2 separate regions of the Mus musculus genome follow, and region 2 is linked to region 1. Evidence: chromatin contacts called from public promoter capture Hi-C data. All regions are on one chromosome and are shown on one strand. The core of a region is the stretch at or near the end of the contact, and the rest is flanking DNA. Distances in the headings are between cores, read along the strand shown.

Region 1 (3,300 bases), core at 694-3,193:
AATGCATCATTACAGGAAAATGGGTGGAACCGAGGATTATATGTCATGAGTCATACAGAAAGACAAGTATTGGGTATTTGCTTTTACATGCAGTATACAGCTTTTTGAAAAGATTTTTTTGAATTAATTTTTTTATTAGGTATTTTCCTCATTTACATTTCCAATGCTATCCAAAAAGTCCCCAATACACTCCCCCACCCCATTCCCCTACCCACCCACTCCCACTTTTTGGCCCTGGAGTTCCCCTGTACTGGGGCATATAAAGTTTGCAAGTCCAATGGGCCTCTCTTTCCATTGATGGCAGACTAGGCCATCTTTTGATACATATGCAGCTAGAGACAAGAGCTCTGGGGTACTGGTTAGTTCATAATGTTGTTCCACCTATAGGGTTGCAGATCCCTTTAGCTCCTTGGGTACTTTGTCTAGCTCCTCCATTGGGGGCCCTGTGATCCATCCAATAGCTGACTGTGAGCATCCACTATTGAAAAGATTTTTTAAAGTTTTATTTTTATTCTATGGACATTGGTGTTTTGCCTGCATGTGTGAGGGAGTCAAATCCCCTGGAACAGGAGTTACAGACTGTTGTGAGCTGCCATGTGGATGCTGGGATCCTTTGGAAGAACAACCAGTCTTCTTAACCACTGAGCCATCCCTTCAGCCCCATCATATAGCTTTTAAAGGGTATGAAAGCACTAGGGAGACTTATGTAGGAAGAGGTCTATCATGTGGGTGGAGGGACAAGGGAGAGTAAAGAGGAACCCATGACCAAAGGACATTCCACAGATGATAATATTACATTGAAACACTTAATTCAGTGCAATTTAATACCAATTAATAAGAAAGAGGCTCATGAGATTGGAAAAACATCGCCATCAACAACACATCAACTTTCCTTCGGACTTTCTATTTGAGGTCTTTGGAAGCTGTAGTTGCCTTTGCTGTTTGAACACTAGAGGGCACTGACAGCTAAAATGACAACTACAGAACCAACCTTACAGTAATAAGAGTTGGTTGGTTGGAAGGCTAAGGTGGGGCATTACAGTGACTTGGCCTATATCACATAAATGCAACTTTCCTCACGGGGCCACTGTGGTTGGGTAGTCTGTCCTACACCTGCTCAGGCAGGCTCCTTTCCTCAACCTCTTCTGGCATGGTTCCTGTCCTCTACCTCTTCTGGCATGGCTGAACTCTGCTCCTTTCCTCTCGCTTCTTGGCAGGAAAATCCTAAAAGTCCCCCCTTTGTCTGCCCTGCCCAGGCATTGACTGTGGGCATCGTTACTTACCAACCAGAACCAACTGGGGGCAGCCACGAAAACTCTTGACCAAACTCAATGCAGTAAAGAGTGCATTTTATACAGGGCTTTTAATATGAAGTTTCCTCCCCCCCCCCCTATTTCATATATAGGCTAACTTATAATTGGATTTTTAAAACCTTCAGGTTGGATTTTAAAGTTAGCCTGGATGTGGAGGAAGGGAGGGCCAGCCAGGCGATACAGAAGGGACTCATGTGAGCATTGTGGCAGAAACTAAAACCACATGCTGGTCGCCTTGTCCTTTCTAGACAGCCTTCAGGGAGGGTGACTAATTACAGGAGCGGATATATTCAAAACATCGCTCAGGCCTCATGATTATTTTCTGTGTTTCCTTCTCTTGCTCTCCATGATCTGAGGATATTGTTCCTTCCGCACTGGTCAGTTTCTTCTAAAGAGGCCCCTGTGTGATTTCAGTTATATAGCAGGACTTTCTGACCCAGAAGCGGTACAAATGATGACACAGAGGCTTTTGGGTATTTTAAAGCTTAAGCCTATAGCTGGGCAGATTCCCAACCAACTTTCTAGTTCATCCCGATTAGTCCTGGCATTACCTTCCATGTGTGGCCAGCTCTGTGTCTCTGCTCCTGTTCAGGTCCGTCTTTCATCTCCGAGGCCCCAGGCATTTTTGGCGCGCCTTTGCTTTCTTTTACCAGAGTCCCTCCCCCAGGAAGTTCTGTCATCCACTTCCTGCCCAGCTCCGGTGAGGGTGGGAGGCAGAAATCAGAGTGGCTAAGGACCTTGCACAGTCATCAGTGTTCCAATGTCTAGCTGCACAGCTAAGCTGAGAATTCCCCAGGATGCCTGGCACTCTAGGGATTATGCAAGGATGCCTCTGAAACAGAGTGCTGTCCATTACATTCTCCTAGTCAGACTGGCTAAACCTCTGTGGGACACTTGCTTCAGTCCCTAAAATGTAGCATTATAAAAAATTAGCAGGTCATAAAAGTATCTGTGTGTAGCTGGGGGGCTGGGTGTTCACAGCTACACCACCATGTGGAGGTCAGAAGACAACTGGCTCGAGTCAATTTTCTCTCTCTCCTGCACAGAGATCCCTGGGGCTGGGCTCCTCAGGCAAGGTGGGAGCTGCCTCCATCCACTGAGCCATCACTTCACTGGCTCCCACTCTTAAGTCTTTCCCCAAGGTTTGTCCTGTTGACCTGAAAACCTGACTCTGCAGCCAAGCATGCCATTACTAGGACTCCATTGCTCTTTCCCAGTTCATGTCCCTACCCAGGTCTCTGCCCCACACTGTTACAGTCATCCTTTACTTGGGTTCCTCCTTCTGACTTTCCTATGTTAATCCAGCTCCTGACCTGATACCCAAAGAGGCTGACATTAGGCAGGCAGCTGCTGCTTTTGTTGAAACTCTCTGCCAATGATCCTCCCGTGAGTTCCCGTAGCTTTGAGAGTGCAACAACTTCCTAGGTCATACATGATGTGTCCCACTACTCTCACGACTTCACACTGATGTCACCTCCATGAAACAAGTGTTTCTAATGTGTCTCAGCCCCAGTGGCTGTTGTGTGGAGGCAGAATGGTAGGGTGATCTCTAGTCCAGCTACTGTGACAGGTGTCACGAGGTGCTCATGCAGCTATGATAATGTGTCTTCTCACTTCCTTGGTCTTCAAAGGTCTAGGCCATAACTCTGAAAACCACAATCGCAAATCTTCAAAACAACTAAAACCCCAAAGCCAGAAAAACTTATCCTGGAAAAACAATAAGAATTCTTTAAGAGAATTTGATGACGTTTTGTTAAGATCATTTATTTTAGAAATATTAAAATGGCAGAACCTTTGTTATCCAAATTTTTTTATGTATAACTTCTCAGTTAATAATGAAGCTTTGTTGAAGAAAGATACAAGTAGAAGAACTGTATTCATAAAAACACAGATCTGAGGACAGAGCACATGAAAAAATGAAGTATATTTTAAAGATGAATTGTATTGATAAAGAAATAGATCAGAGCAGAACATGGCTAAGGATAAT
Region 2 (3,402 bases), core at 581-3,080, 300 kb after region 1:
GGGCTGCAAAGCTTCTCCAGCCTTAGAAATGAGGACCCCAAATCGTGTCTTACATGACATCGGTGTTTTCTTCCTCTGAGAAGCTGGCCAAGCTGCGTCTTGACGGGAGCAGGAGGCCTTTGGTAGCCATGGACCGGTTAATAAACTTAGGATTTGGACAGGGCTTTGGCAGTTGGTCAATCACATTGATAACATTGAGGGCTTCCTTCTTCGGTACAGCCTCCTCTCCACCCCCCACTTTACAGAATACCGTCGCCATCTGGTGTGGGTGGGGCGCAGGGTTGCCACCACCCTCCAGGACAACCAGCTGGCAGGAAGCAGAGAAAAACTGAGGCAAAGGTCTCACCCTTCATTTGGGTGAGAAGGTTTGCAGTGCTCTGACTTCACAATCATCACAGAGTGTAACAATCGGGGGGCCAGCCTCCCCTTGATAGGAAGTTTGCTGTGCAGCTGGACAGACCAAACGCCTGGGTTAGGGGTGGGCTTGAGCCAAGAAAGAAACTTGATGGCCCCTTCCAGCACACATGACCCTCTCTAGGTCACGTTTGTGGTCACAACTACTCGGTCCTCTTCTGAGGACTTCAAAAGGCTTAATTGCCTGTGCCTCTTTAGAGCTGTCCAGGAAGGGGTAGCAGGCTAGTGGCACAGAGAACACCACTTGGCCTGAGCCAACCAGACTTTGAAGAGAAGGCCTTTGCCTACTGATACTTCTAAGGCTCTCTATCCTGGGATCTAAGCAGCAAATCCCACCATAGCCAGTAACGCAGGCACAGTGAAAGCTTACTGTGGGTTGTAGCTCACAGAGTAGCTGGTTTCAGGGCCAGGATTCCAAACACCTTGAAAGATTGAGAGACAATGGTGAACATGAGGAGATATTTCTAAAAATGAGCCCTGCAGCTGGATATGGACTGGAGATTCAGTTCTGTGCTTCCTATCTGTATAAATCAAAGAATAACAATCTTACTGAGCCCAAATTCCTTCAACTACAAAATACAGGCAGAAATAGAACCTCACTCGTGGGTTTTGTAAAACTGCTTTATTTCTTCCACTAGATGTGGTTAAAAAAATCAAAATAGTATTTTATATACTCAAGCATTTCCCTACTTCCATTAAAACCTCTGGAAAATGTTGGGCTAGACAAATGGCTAAGTGGTTAAGAGCACTGACTGCTCTCCCAGAAGACCAGTACCCACATGGTGGCTCTTAACCATCTGTAACTCCAGTCCAAGGGATCTGACCCTCTCTCTGGCTGCCTTGGGTACCAGGCATGCCAGGATTGCATAGACATCCATGCAGGCAAAACATCTATATACGTAAGATAGAACTTGATAAATTTGGAAAATATAGGGACACAGGTACTCTCTGTGAACTTCGCTGGATCTCAGCTTGATCATACAATCTGTAATGATCTGAATTGATCCACTTTCATTGTCTTCCTAACAAGAATGCTACTAGAAGTCAGGGATGCTTCACTCTGTAAATATTGAGTTAGGTAGAGTGAGTGTCCCCTAGCTTTGCAAATAGAGGCTGGTATACACAAGAGACTCGTTGGAAGACTCGCTGGACACACAAAATGTGTGTGTGTGTGTGTGTGTGTGTGTGTGTGTGTGTGTGTGTGTGTGTGTGTGTGTGTGTGTGTGTGTGTGTGTGTGTGTGTCGGTGTGTGTGCTTGTGTCTCTGTGCATGTATGTAAGCTCTAGGTGTGCTTGCAGGTGGCTGGCGCGAGTCGCAAAGCCTCTGTGTTTGCCCTCATGGTCAGCAGATGGCGCTGCAGGCCTGGCCTACAAAAGACGCTCCAGTCCCGGAACCCGGAAGCGTCGGCCGGAGGGGGCGGGCCTAGGGCGCCTAGAGTCTTGCGAGTTGGGAAGGGTTAGTGTCCCTCACCTCGACTTGCATCCTCTTCCCGCCCCTTCGTCCCGCGCTGGCACGCCAGGACCTTTTCCCTAAGTAGAACTGAGGAATGCCCAGAGTGGGGGACTCGGCGAGCGCCCAAGTGACAGAGAGCCCCCAGGGCATCCTGGGTTTGTAGGGACTATGGGCATGCTCAGGGCAGGGCTGTGCCCGGGCCTCACCGAGGAGACCGTCCAGCTTCTCAGAGGCCGAAAGATAAAAACAGGTGACCTCATGGGCACTACCCCGGGGGTCGGCACCGTGGTCGTGGTACACATACGGGGCCTTTTGCTCTAACAGGATGGCCGCACTCTTCCTCTGACTTTCTGAGGAAGCTGGGTTCGCAGGAGCCGAGGCAGAGGATTTTACTGAGTGCTGGGCCCTTTGCGGGGTCGGTCCTGCATCAGGGCCTGCGTGCTCGAGATAGGTAGTAGAATAAGACCTTAATCCCGTTTGACAACAGAGCAAAAGGCAAATGTGGCAAGGCTAAGCCATTCCTGCTGCCAATCACCTGCACCTGCTCTCTTTCCAGTGGCAGACCTGGCAGCTGCTGACTTGGAGGAAGTAGCCCAGAAGTGTGGCTTGTCCTACAAGGTGAGCTCGCGATCTGCAAGCTCCATTCCAACCCCTCTTCCAGCTGCGCCCCCACGCTGCAGGATCAGAGTTCCTTGGGATAGATGGGGGGGGGGGGGGGCGCTGCTCTGAGGGGGCAATCTGGCGGGCCTGGAGCCTGAGTGTCCGCCCTATTGGCAGGCCCTCGTTGCCCTGAGGAGGGTGTTGCTGGCGCAGTTCTCGGCTTTCCCCTTAAATGGCGCAGATCTCTATGAGGAACTGAAGACTTCCACGGCCATCCTGTCCACCGGCATCGGAAGGTTTGTATGCGAACCTGGACAAGGTGAAAGCAGAGACTGAGGCTTCAGAGGACGGGGCTGGTGAGGGCAGTCCAGAGCGGTAGAGGAACTGCAGGCGTGTGGACTCCTGAGTGTTTTTCCCTAGAGTAAAACTGTAGGGTTTCTTAGCCTCAACACAATTGATGGGGGGGGGGGGGGGGGAGGCAAGTCGTTATTTCCTGAGATAGAGATATCCTGTGCGTTGAGAGTCGTTTAACAGCATCCCTGGTCCTTCTCTACCCACCAGATGCCAAGATGCCCCCAGTTTTAATAATCAAAAAATGACTCAGTATCTCCAACAAGCTAACTTTTCCCAGTGAAGAGCCACTGTCCTATAACATAAGATGTCGTTAATACCCCCATTGTTTAGTAGAGTCCACCATACGTCAAAATAAAGCAAGTAGCAAGTGAGACCCGGGGAAGGATTGGGGTCCCGGGAGTCTGCACTTTTGCGCTGACATAGGCCAGTGGTTTTCAACCTTCCCAGTGCTGTGACCCTATAATACAATTCCTCCTGTTGTGATGACCCCCCCCAACCATAAAATTACTGCTTTGCTACTTCATAACTGTAATTTTGCTACTGTTGTAAATCATAGTGTAAATCTCTAAAAGCAATATAGTC

What was found. Promoter capture Hi-C pulls out the DNA fragments that hold promoters and counts their contacts.
Region 2: a contact with region 1 is called in a promoter capture Hi-C map of the HPC-7 cell line, with 6 times the contacts expected there. The contact joins the promoter of Rad51d here to the promoter of Slfn3 in region 1. A contact is called at or near these places in 16 of 39 promoter capture datasets (the C10 cell line, the HPC-7 cell line, cranial neural crest and 10 more), 3 of 484 Hi-C or Micro-C datasets (CD4 T cells, bone marrow-derived macrophages and nephron progenitors), 11 of 115 datasets of contacts at active chromatin or transcription factors (the 230-238 cell line, CD8 T cells, the HPC-7 cell line and 7 more) and 4 of 9 other capture datasets (adipose tissue, embryonic stem cells, liver and 1 more).

What each region holds. Positions count from the first base shown.
Region 1 is chr11:83,189,973-83,193,272 of GRCm38.p6, reverse strand. It overlaps Slfn3 (schlafen 3), which reads right to left and starts at 1,943. Exons shown (of 3, transcript NM_011409.1): 1 at 1,865-1,943. Slfn4 (schlafen 4) reads right to left here. Exons shown (of 8, transcript NM_011410.3): 8 at 3,057-3,300.
Region 2 is chr11:82,889,052-82,892,453 of GRCm38.p6, reverse strand. Rad51d (RAD51 paralog D) reads left to right here and starts at 1,830. Exons shown (of 10, transcript NM_011235.4): 1 at 1,830-2,116; 2 at 2,423-2,484; 3 at 2,644-2,762. The coding sequence starts at 2,035. It overlaps Fndc8 (fibronectin type III domain containing 8), which reads right to left and starts at 309. Exons shown (of 4, transcript NM_030224.1): 1 at 54-309. The coding sequence starts at 259.